Linked DNA regions of Sus scrofa: region 2 is linked to region 1. Evidence: chromatin contacts called from public HiChIP or PLAC-seq data. All regions are on one chromosome and are shown on one strand. Each heading gives the region's core, a stretch centred on a gene start, on an enhancer-like site or on the middle of the called end of the contact. The rest is flanking DNA. Distances are from core to core; before and after follow the strand shown. Region 1 overlaps ELL2 (RNA polymerase II elongation factor ELL2). Region 2 overlaps LOC106508433 (a long non-coding RNA gene).

The links. HiChIP or PLAC-seq counts read pairs in DNA pulled down with a chosen protein or histone mark.
Region 2: a contact with region 1 is called in an H3K27ac HiChIP or PLAC-seq map of alveolar macrophages. The contact joins two enhancer-like sites. A contact is called at or near these places in 1 of 47 Hi-C or Micro-C datasets (epiblast stem cells) and 1 of 2 datasets of contacts at active chromatin or transcription factors (alveolar macrophages).

The regions. Positions count from the first base shown.
Region 1 is chr2:102,564,270-102,570,352 of Sscrofa11.1, reverse strand. The region is part of intron 2 of ELL2 (RNA polymerase II elongation factor ELL2); the gene reads left to right. Among named protein-coding and RNA genes, the nearest start is that of ELL2, 24 kb to the left of the region's middle. Within about 2 kb of position 1,957, at least 10 of the 83 cell types and tissues checked have an H3K27ac peak or open chromatin away from gene starts, as enhancers often do. A contact at or near this core is called in alveolar macrophages, where this site is marked.
Region 2 is chr2:102,920,908-102,926,763 of Sscrofa11.1, reverse strand. The region is part of intron 6 of LOC106508433 (a long non-coding RNA gene); the gene reads right to left. Among named protein-coding and RNA genes, the nearest start is that of PCSK1, 130 kb to the left of the region's middle. Within about 2 kb of position 1,668, at least 2 of the 83 cell types and tissues checked have an H3K27ac peak or open chromatin away from gene starts, as enhancers often do. A contact at or near this core is called in alveolar macrophages, where this site is marked.

The DNA.
Region 1 (6,083 bases), core at 708-3,207:
CGCTGTGTCATGATGGGAACTCTTACCATGTTGAATTTGAAGAGTATGGCTCAACCAGTTACCTCACAGTCCTCTAATCCATACCTAGGATACTCATAACTAAAGTTTTCCTAGGATTATACATTTTTATAAACCATTCCAATTGAATAGAAAAAGTCTCTGGTAAGATTCACATGGCTACAGTGTTGAGGTGCTCAAGTCATAGCATTCAGAGGGGTATATTGGTATAATACACCTGGTTTCCAAAAGCTGCATGTTTATTGTCAAGTACACTTTATACAAATCAGGTTAGTTCTGTCTCTTATATTCTAACTGGGTACTGAGAATGTGGCAGGTGAAAAATTTCCACAAATGTGTACTCCAGTAAAGTTTTAAAAAGCTAATTACTGTGTATTTTTATGTTTGTTGAAAGTTTCCTGTCTAAAGACACACAGCTCTGATGGAGACAGAGCTGTAACTACTGTCTAGGTCCTGACACTACCAGGGAAAAATTTCCCCACTGTACTGCACAGTTCTGAAAGGAGAAGGTGCTGGAAGCAAGTTAACTCAGTATTTTCAGTCATGGCAGCTGTTATTGATGTAATTATCTACTAACATAATTATTCAATAAACTATAAACAGATACCTAACCAGTAGATGTGCTAATAGGTTTATTGTTCTGTTTCTTACTTGTTACATAAACATTCTTTCAGCCTTTATTGGTGCCAAGTACTTTGCTGAGTGCTTAGTGTGCAAAGACATGGGGACAGTAAGATATGGGCTCTGCCCTCAGAGAGCTCCAAATCTGACAAACACGTATAGACTAATACTCAGGAAAGAAATAATAATGTAGGACTTATCCAGACCCCTCCTCTCAGAACATCCATGGAAACAGGGGACTCTCAGGATCAAGGCTTATGTTTTTCTGCTTGATATAAATCAGCTTTTTAAACAAAGGTTTCAGTAGAGGCAAAATATATCCTGGACATAGGCATGTAAAATTACAGAAGGCTACACAAAAAGGTAGATATGTGGTATGATTATAATTCACATAAAATCTGATGTGGCAAGGTTTTCAATAGCAAATAATGGCCACATCTGTTGGCCTGTGGTGGGCTTGCAAAGTAGACTTGGCTGGGACTTCAGGGACTCATGTCCAGGGAATGATTGTCCCAGGGCAGTGAGAAATAATGTTAACTTTGTCACAGTAAATAGGTTTCCAGACTTCAGTATTATTAACTCAATATTTGTTATGAGAATGTTGTTCCAAAATTCTAATTGAATAGCAATTACTTCAGACTCAGCCATCCAAGAGGCTTTAGAAAATAGAAGTTCATTTTGCATATGTAATTTAGAAGTTAACCTTAAAATGAAGACTGAAAATAGAAAATATTTTCTATAAGTACCATGTCGTGTCTCCTGTAAAATACTGAGTCACACCCTTTTCCAAGAATGAGCAAGGAACAGCCAGCCAAACAAGTTTTAAATGTATGCCTTCCAAAAAGGCACAGTGACCTTCTGAAAATGAAATCAGCATTTAACTAACTTTAAAGTCTGAAATAATATTATAAAATGTTGGCAGTAGATACATCAACTCTAAAGGAGAGAGAGCTGGATTTTTCTTTTTTTCTTTTTTTCCTTAACTTCCAAACTTAGCAAAGCATTCAGAAATATTTTGTTAATTATTCATTTTTCTTTGGGTGGGGGCTGGGGAGAAGACTGGGATTGAAATACTAAATTATACAGTATTTGAAATTAGTAGGCAATTTCAACTCACCTACAAATACTTCCCGCAGACTACCCTTCTCTAATCTACTTGATACCTGGGAAGCAAAGATAACTATCAGCTTGAAACAGCATTGGAGATAAAAATAAATCCCCAACACTGCCATTCCTTCTTAGATGATATGCCTGCACTCTGCTTTCCCCTGCTGTTTTTGGTTTGGCTAATCCACTGGTTTTGCCAATGGTTGTGTTTAGTCAGTCTGCTCAAAGGTTGCTGACTAACAGCTACTTTTATACACTCAGCTCTGAATGTAGTTAATACTAGAAGGGTGTTAAATACTTTTGTAATGGCAGTTCTGTTTTAACTTTTCCAATATTCTACTGGTTGGCATATGTAGATAACATTTTGATATTTGCATTGAATTCTAATCTTTTAACCACATGAATAGTAAGGTATTCAATAGTAAATTGCCCAATTTGAAAGAAATATTTAACTTTGATATATATCAAAGCTTGTATTATAAAATTTTATGTATGATATGTAGTATATAACTTCCATAATTATACACACACACACACATATATATATTTGTGAAGTGTCATATTTGGCCAGGGATATGGACTCACATTCTGGAAACTGCTATTATCTCAAATAGTAATTGAATCATAGTTTGAAGCTATTGTAAATTGACCAACTTCTCTATTTTATGTTGCTACACACCTCTGCTCTCCTTTCGTTTCTGAAAAAGAACTACCTGTGGGGGTTTCTAAATCAGGAAAACAAAAAGCTAAATTCATATCATGGCCAGGTACCACTACAGCTACTGGTGACATAAAGTAGGTCTGGCCTACCCCTGGCCCTCAAGAGTGCAAAATGGTGAGGGTGGGAGGGAAACTTGTGTTTTTCTGGTGGCTGAGGAAACTATTTCATAGTACACTGCAAAGGCTTCAGTGTGGGCTACAGCAGGACAAGCCTCTCAAAACACATGATCACAAAGGAGTTGAAGACAAAACCATCCTGCTCTGTCCTTCACCCAACTGCAGTCACTTTGGAAAGCAGCTCTTGGAACTATGATTGAAATCTGAACTTGCTATAAATACTACAGATTACATTCTTAGCAGTCAGTTAAGCTTCCTTTCTTCATTCAACAAGCATTAATGAATATTTGCTGTGTACCAGGACCACGGTAGACAGTGTGTAGACAAAGGTAAATAGGACCTTGAAATACCAGCTCTTGTTCTTGAAACCATCCATCAATAAAATCTGCCACTGAAGACTTCGCCTTTTTGTTTTCCCACCCAAAACTGAAGCTTTTAACATTCAGTTATCTGTTATAGACATTGTCACTTTTTAATTTTTTTGAGAAGACAGTTTAGTGTAATTTTTGATACTTAATTGTCACTTTAATAATATTCATTTATTTAAGCCTGGAAAATAGTGATCTTTAACCATTCTATAACACCTGTGGTTCTTAAAACTAACTCACCCCTAAATTTGAACCACAAGCATTATTTAAATATCTTTTGACCTCTTTCTATGTGCAAGACCCTATTCTTATTAAAAGAAAAGTCAAAGTTTAAAGCAGGAAAAAAAAAATTTAGCAGAATATGTGCAAACCCTAGATCTTATTTCAAACAATATTTAACACAACAACAACAAATTACTATTATGTCATTGATTCCAAGTTTTCATGTTTTCTTCTTTTAACATCTTTAGGAATGAGATGAATCTCATTATCAACAGCATCTTAGTATTATGTCATAGTTTGTCAGCATTTTATATTATACAGTGGTACATAAAATCACAAAGTACCCTTGCTGGCATCTTTGATTCAGTAAGTACAGCAATGCAGTGGATGTGTTTACAAAGTTCCTATATTCTACAATAAGATTTTATCTAATTAGAATCTTTTCAAAAGTTTTCTTTCCTGACCCCACCCTTGACTGGTTTGCTTGTTAGCTCCATATATTACATAATCTGGAGAATTTACAGGGAAGGTATATTTTTGTAACCATTCTTGAATTGTAATTTAAACTGGAAAAGGAACAAGAATATGAAATTAAATTGTTCTTAAATTCTTTTTAGGCTAAAAACCTTATAAAAGTAACTTCTTTTGAAAATAAGTTTAGAAGAGTTTTACTGACTTAAAGAAATGACTTAAAGACTTTTATGGGAGTTCCCGTCATGGCTCAGTGGTTAACGAATCCGACTAAGAACCATGAGGTTGCGGGTTCGATCCCTCGCCTTGCTCTGTGGGTTAAGGATCTGGCGTTGCTGTGAGCTGTGGTGTGGGCTGCAGACTCGGCTTGGATCTGGCTCAGATCTGGCGTTGCTGTGGCTGTGGTATAGGCCGGTGGCTACAGCTCTGATTCGACCTCTACCCTGGGAACCTCCATATGCCATGGAAGTGGCCCAAGAAATGGCAAAAAAAAAAAAAGAAAAAGACTTATGAAAAGCCCATAGACATGTTTTGAGGCTAATGAACTTGCCCTTGTCAGGTGAGTGATTATCAAATCTAACTAGTCTTATAATTTAAATGTACACTTTTTTTTTTTTTTTTTTTTTTTTGGTCTTTTTGCCATTTCTTGGGCCACTCCCAAGGCATATGGAGGTTCCCAGGCTAGGGGTCGAATCGGAGCTGTAACTGCCGGCCTACACCACAGCCACAGCAATGCCAGATCCGAGCTGCATCTGCAACCTACACCACAGCTCATGACAATGATGGATCCTTAACCAACTGAGCAAAGCCAGGGATCGAACCTGCAACCTCATGGTTCCTAGTCGGATTCGTTAACCACTGAGCCACGACGGGAACTCCCACAGTTATCTATTCTATTTTGTTTATAGATTCCAGTTAATTTTAATAATCATAGCTAGAATGCATTGAATATTTATTACATGCTAAGACTCCTATACTAAGCACTTTACATATATTATTTATATTTAATCCTCACAAATATGCCATGAAGCAGATATTTCCATTCTGCTGGTATTAACTATGGCTCTAAAGTTAAACCACTTGTTAAAGCTCACACAATTAGTGAGTGAAGGAGCCTGCACACAAATCTAGGCATCTGATTCACTACACTGATGATTTGTCTGTTATAATAAATGTTCAGTGATCATTTTATTCTCACTTCACATAACATTTGTTGAATGCCTCTCTGAGAAGCAAGGGGAAGGGGGACAGTCAGGGAGCTCTCAGAGAAGAGGTAAGCAGGTGTGGCAAATGTTCTCACCTTCTTAAGGAGCTTGAATTTCATCTTGGTGATCAGTTCTTATCTATATATATAATCTCCATGGGGGTCTGGTGTGGTCTGGAAATCTGGATTTAAATTTTCTTCCCCTAGATTTCCTTATGATATCTAGGTTCTCTATGATTAAGACTTTGATAAGAATATGCACATTTATAGATATGTATACATTCTCTTCTCAGAAGAAGGTTTATAAATTTCATTTTCTGAAGGGGACCACTGACCTCCCCGATACTAGAAAACTACTGCAATAGATGCTTTCAAGTGCATTTAGTAACAATTCACAGTAAGAAAAAACATATAATACTGCAACTCTTTACACATATTAGGTGTACACATTCACACAGCTAAACTAAAAGTTTCATGGCACAATATTTATCCTTTACCAGTGTACTCTGACATTTTCTATTCTATTTCAATTTAAAAGAATCCCAGTCACAACCCACTAAGATAATGTTATAACATTCCAATGGGACAATCTATGGTTTAAAAAACACTGCAGGAGATTATTATTTTTTTCTTTAATTTAGGCAGGGAGTTTTGTGATCAGATTTGCATTTTAATATGCTTATCCAGTACTTATCTTGATTTATTTTTCTTTATATATGGAAAGTAAGGAAAGGGAGAAGTTGAAGATGACACCATGTTTATGACAGAGCATTTGGTTGGATGGTGAGGCTATTATTCGAGATCTAAAATAGATGAGAGAACAGATTGAGGCAGGAGTCACAGGGTGTTTGGTTTGGGACATGCTATACATAAGGTGTTCAGATAATATTCCACACCATGTTCTAGAAAGATGGAGGTGTCCAGGAGGCAGTGGCATTTGGGGATTTAGAACAAAAGGATTTTTCAAGAAATAGCTTCAAAGACATTTTATAGGATCTAATTATACTTAGCAGTCCAGCAGTGAGAAGGAAAAAAAGGTGTATTTATAGGTGGGACTCTGCTATAAGGCTCATTTAAAGAGCCATTCTCTCTCAGTTGTTAAGAATACTGGTTTAGTTGTGAATACTTATGTGTCGATACTTTTAATTTTTGACATTTGGGGGATTTGAAGCTCCTTTTGCCACATATTGTTCACACTAATTAAGAACAATGGCAGGCTGGAGTTTCTGTTGTGG
Region 2 (5,856 bases), core at 419-2,918, 360 kb before region 1:
TACCATCTACTAAAAGACAAAATTCTCCAGTTAATAACCATAATTTTCTCCTGCCTTTGTTATTAAGGTTAAATTTAACATAATCAACTTATGAGAACATTAATATTTTGGTCAGTAAGTAAATAAGTATTTTGAGGGATAAAAATGACCATACCCTTAAATGAAAGAGAGGCTATTTGGTCTGAATCAGAATCATGGGAGTGGAGCTTGAGCATTTTTAGCAACTCACTAGATGATACTTATGAGTAAAATCACTAGTCTGCATATTCAACAATAGCAATGAGAACTAGCTTGCCTAAATTTGTGGAAAGTTTAAAGGAGTTCAATAGTTATTACAATATTAAAAATTGTATCTAAATTACACTACTGTAAAACTTTTTAATTGATGGGGAAGTGGGGGGTGTCCTAAGAATGGATGTTTCAAGTTTTTCCAAAACACCTAGGACCCACAGAAGTCTCAAAGCTTTCCTTAAATTTCATACTCAATGTCTATTCCCACCTTCAGATAACTTCTATTCACATTAATTTTAAAGTAATATCCAGATAAAATTTGAAACCCCTGTTTTAACTATTGCAAATGTATTGGAATATTTTTGAAATTTTTTTTTTTTTCACAGCCGCACCTGTGGCATGTGCAAATTATTGGGCTATGGGTCAAGTCAGATCTGCAAATTGCAGGCCTACTCCACAGGCATGGCAACAATGGATCCAAGCCACATCTGCAAACTGCTGCAGCTTGCAGCAATACCAGATACTTAACCCACTGAGCGAGGCCAGGGATTGAATCCACATCCTCATGGACACTATGTGGGTTCTTAATCCACTGAGCCATAATGGGAACTCCCCTATTTTTAAAATATTAATATATGTTCCTGTTTTTCTCCCAGTGTTTCCTTCTTCCCCTCACTTCATTCAAACAGAGAAGATACCTAAGAGGAGGGGTGAAACAAGGCAAAAAGCAGAAAAGTGTAAGAGTCTGGTTTTGGTTTTCAAATGCTTAAAAATTTAAATAGAAAATATCTAGTGTTGGAGTTCCTGCCATGGCTCAGTGGTTAACAAATCCAACTAGGAACCATGAGGTTGAAGGTTTGAAGCCTGGCCTCGTTCAATGGGTTAAGGATCCGGCGTTGCTGTGGCTGTGGTGTAGGCTGGCGGCTACAGCTCCGATTTGACCCCTACCCTGGGAACCTCCATATGCCCTAGAAAAGACAAAAAGACAAAGAAAAAAAAGAAAAGAAAATATCTAGTGTAGAGGCAAAATATTGGAAGAAACAAGAAGATTCTACATTGATCACTTCTATTCACCACCCCCATCTCTCACACACACACACACATAAAAAACACTAGAAGCAAGTCCCCTAGTTGATGATAACAGTAGATATTTTGGAAGATTCTATAACAATGACACTATGGCATGATTCCTGGGAAGAAGGCATAACTGTGATGGACCTAAACAGATGAGAATATGGAAAGCTTAGAATATCCCATACTTACTCCCTTCCCCCGATAAAACTGGCACAGAAACAGTTAAAAAAAAAAAAATTCCTTAGCCCCACCTACCCACTTCCACCAAGAGTGCACTTGAAACGAGAGAGCCATGTGAATATAAACAGGATAATTTTGGACTGTCTTGCCTCAGCTGACTAAAATTCTGAGTCATCTGACATTCTGACATATGCTTTCTTCTGGGGGAAAAAAATGGGCTTGACAAAGATGGACTATCATATGGAGAGTGCAGAACCACAAAGCTGAGCCATTCCAGTCCAAAAGATAATGTGTATGTTTTACAAAAGGAAGGAAGAAGCAAGGGATTATGAAGTCTTGGTATCTATTCACAAGAATTTTTATATATCTTTTTGTTAGTTACCTATTGCTGCATAACAAATTATTTCAGAACTTAATGGCTTAATTTATAATGACTCTTTATTATCATAAAATTTCTGTGAGTCAAGGATTTGGGAGTGACTTACCTTGGCTCTTGGCAGAAGGGCCCAATTACTTTCCTCCAAAGAGCTGCTTGAGGATTCTTTCAACATGGTGGCAGCCTTCCCCCAGAAGGAGATTTAAGAGAAGACAAGGCAGAAGCCACAATGTGGCTTTTATGACAAAGTTTCAGAAGCTGTACACTGTCATTTGTTCTAGGATCCCACTGGTTACACAGGTCAGGCCTACTGATTGTGGGAGAGGATTATCCCAGGTCAAGAATACTGTAAGTTATGGCTCATTAGACACAGTCTTTGAGGCTTGCTACCACAACTTGCTACTTTGTTATTATTTCCACCAGAGAATAAAAGATGCTTGCCCCAAATAAGAAAGAAAATATCCTATTTAAATGTCATCCTCATCAATCATCTCAGACATAAAAAAGGAAGGCAGTGCACCTCACTTTCAAAAGGAAGTAGTGGGAGTTCCCATTGTGGCGCAGCAGAAACAAATCCAACCAGTAACCATGATGTTGCTGGTTCCATCCCTACCTTGCTCAGTGGGTTTAAGGATCTGGCATTGTCATGAACCCTGGTGCAGGTGGCAGGCACAGCTCGGATCCTGTGTTGCTGTGTCTGTGATGTAGTCCAGCAGCTGTAGGTCTGATTTGACCCCTAGCCTGGGAACCTCCATAGGTGCAGACCTAAAAAAAGAAAAAAAAAAAAAAAACTCACAAAAAAACCAAAGGAAGTAGTGAGTGGGTTGTGCCTTTTGAACTTGACTCTGAATAAATTTCTCTTTGCCTGTTTCCCAAAGACAAGATGTCAGGTAGCTATGGGAAGCTTTTGCTTAGACCAAAGAAATAAAAATGAAACCTTGTAAGTAAATAAATGAGAAAAAGCATGGATAATATCTGATTTTTATTTAATTTTATTTTGAATGTAAAATGAAAGGGGCATTGCTATAAAAACTCTTCAGATGAATATCTATTTCTTAAAACCCTGAAACTTTCACTCATTGCTTTATGAAAATAGCCAACTAACTTAGAACCTGGCAAAGAGAATAGAGTTTTTCCTAATTTTTGTCCAAGAGTTCCCAGCAGTGACTTATGTGTATGAATAACTAAGTGAGAATTTGCCCACTCCCATCCCTGTGCTCTGGTACCATATAAGCCTCTCAACCCTGCATATATCCCTAGAAAGATGGCTAGAAGCCCAAACAGCACAGTGAAGGTATAAGCTAACATTAGGATGCAGAAAAACAATGTAGCTATGTTTCTTTCACACAAGTCCAAAAAACCCACTCCCCTAAGTATTCTTATAAAAATGAAACCAGGAGTTCCCCTCGTGGCTCAGTGGAAACGAATCTAATATTCATGAAGATGCACGTTCGATTCCTGGCCTTGCTCAATGGGTTAAGGATCTGGCGTTGCTGTGGCTGTGGCTTCAGCCAGTGGCTACAGCTCTGATTTGAACCCTAGCCTAGGAATCTTCATATGCTGTGGGTGTGGCACTAAAAAGACAAAAAAAAAAAAAAAAAAAAAATACTAATACTTGAAGTAGATGACAAAAATAGCACTAATTCAATCTACATAAAACAAAACAAAAAAATTGGGTAAAAATCCATTTAGGTTAATCCATTTAGTCAACTCAATTAAAAAAAAAATCTTCAAAGGTTTTAAACAAAAGTGTATAATAGAGTCTTGCCTCTATTAAGAACAGCAATAATAATAAAATAAATTATTTGTATGCCAAGCACCACAATAGGCATATTTTTTCATCTCATTTGTCTCCCAACAAAACAGAGAATTGTGATTACTTCCAATTTTCAGATGAGAAATCTGAGAATCAGAAAGTTTAAATAACTTATCCAAGGATATTTCATAAAGCCAGGCTGGAATTCCTGACTTCAAAACCTGTTTTCACCCCACTAAGCATACTATCTCCAGTACAGTGGTCTCTTTTTTTTAAACACAAAGCAAATTTCAAATACACTGAGCAAAATGTTTATGATAGAAACATTATAAAAAATATCATATGTAAAACACAGGGAAACAATCACTGTCAATTCTAACAAGAACCCACAATGCCCAACATACTCTAAAAGTTTATATATATATATATACACACACATATATATATATATATACATATACATATATATATAAATATCTCCAAAATTAAGCAATGTGGCATGGGGGCTGCAGCAAGATGGAACATGACACTCGAAATGAAAACTCCTTTACCACACATGGGCTTTGCAGTCCCAGGTATCAATTGCAAAATTGCTCAGGCCAGATGTAAAGGAAAACATCTTTCTTAACCAGATCACCTAAAAGAAAATCTCACAGGCCTTCATTTTATTATATATTCTTTATCTTCCCTTTTTGCTCAATCTTATCTAGTTGCAACTTCAGAAGGAAAGCTCAGCTTTGAGACCTTTGAACGTTTGTGCCTGTTAACCAATGGTCTCTTTATTCACGTTTTTAATAAAGAAACTGAGGCACAAGAATTCAACTCTTTCCAAGGCATACGAATGGAATCAGCCAAAGAATTTTGTCTCCTGACTCCAAGTTCAGTACTGTACTTGTCTTTGAAACATAGTCATATGCACAAAGTTTCCCAGTTTTTTGGAAAATGAGATAGTTCACACACACAAAAATTTAAGATTATGAAACAATTCAGAAGTTTATTATTTTAATATATTGACTTCAGAGTTAATATTAATCTAGTTATGATTATATAAATACTATTATTTATCAATTCATCCTGTGCAGCTGTTTCACTGCTCAGAATTTTTTTTTTTTTTTTTAAGGGAGGCACCTGCAGCATATGGAAGTTCCCAGGCTAGGGGCTGAATTGGAGCTATTGCTGGCCTACGCCACAGCCACAGCAATGCCAGATCCTTAACCCACTGAGCAAGGCCAGGGATTGAGCCTAAGTCCTCATGATACTAGTCGGGTTTGTTACCGCTGAGCCACAAGAGGAACTCCCTAGAACAGGAAATATTTTTAAGTGGTTAGAATTCAGTTCTCGAATTACTTTTCAGTACTGTTGCACCTTACCAACAACATTGGTGAGAAAACAAAAATAATTATGCAATTATTATGAAACTCTGTATTCAATAGTATTTTTTTTATTTCTCAAAAGGGCAAGAGGAAAAAAAACCAGTCCCTTGTCTCCTGTAGATTTCTCTAAAGTATTTGAAGACACGTAAGAAAATTTACAGCATTAGTTCAATGTGCATCCAAGATTTTCTTACTCTTGATAGTCAGATTCACTGTGCAGTTTAAAAGCCAAAATCTTTCCCACAAAATAGGAAAAAGACCAAAATCCCACTTGAAATTCAAAACAGCTTTTTAGAAGAGAACTTTTTTAAGTTTAATGTATTTATTTTTCATTTTACTACCTAAGGCACTTTGAAAAGTACCAAAAGCAGGATTACTACTTAAAAATCCCACCATAAAAAAAGATTTTATTTTTCTAAGGCTACAGAAAATACTTAAATTCCCTTTGTTGAATAACTTTCATCAGCTGTAAAGAGACAACAGATATGACTATTCTTTAAATAGCAAATTCCCAAGTTATTTGAATTTTTAAAATCTCTTCAAAATATGCCACTGTCTATGCAAATGTGTTTTTATTTTATTAGATGTGTCTGGGCTTTCAATAGACTCTAGAATAGAAGTAGATAAAGTTTCAATTTTCTTATGTAAAGTGCTTTATAATTCTTATATTCAACATAGGACTAACGCAAATAGAGCTGAGGTTACAGGAACCCTTTAACATCCCAGGAAAGACTCTCAAGGCATGCTTATTGGTTTTTTCCAACCACTTTCTTTATGGGTTCATTTCACATCGGATCTCACACCTTGGAAAAATACAGGTCTGAAGGGTCACTTGAATAAGAGATTTTCCTCTTTATAACACGGAA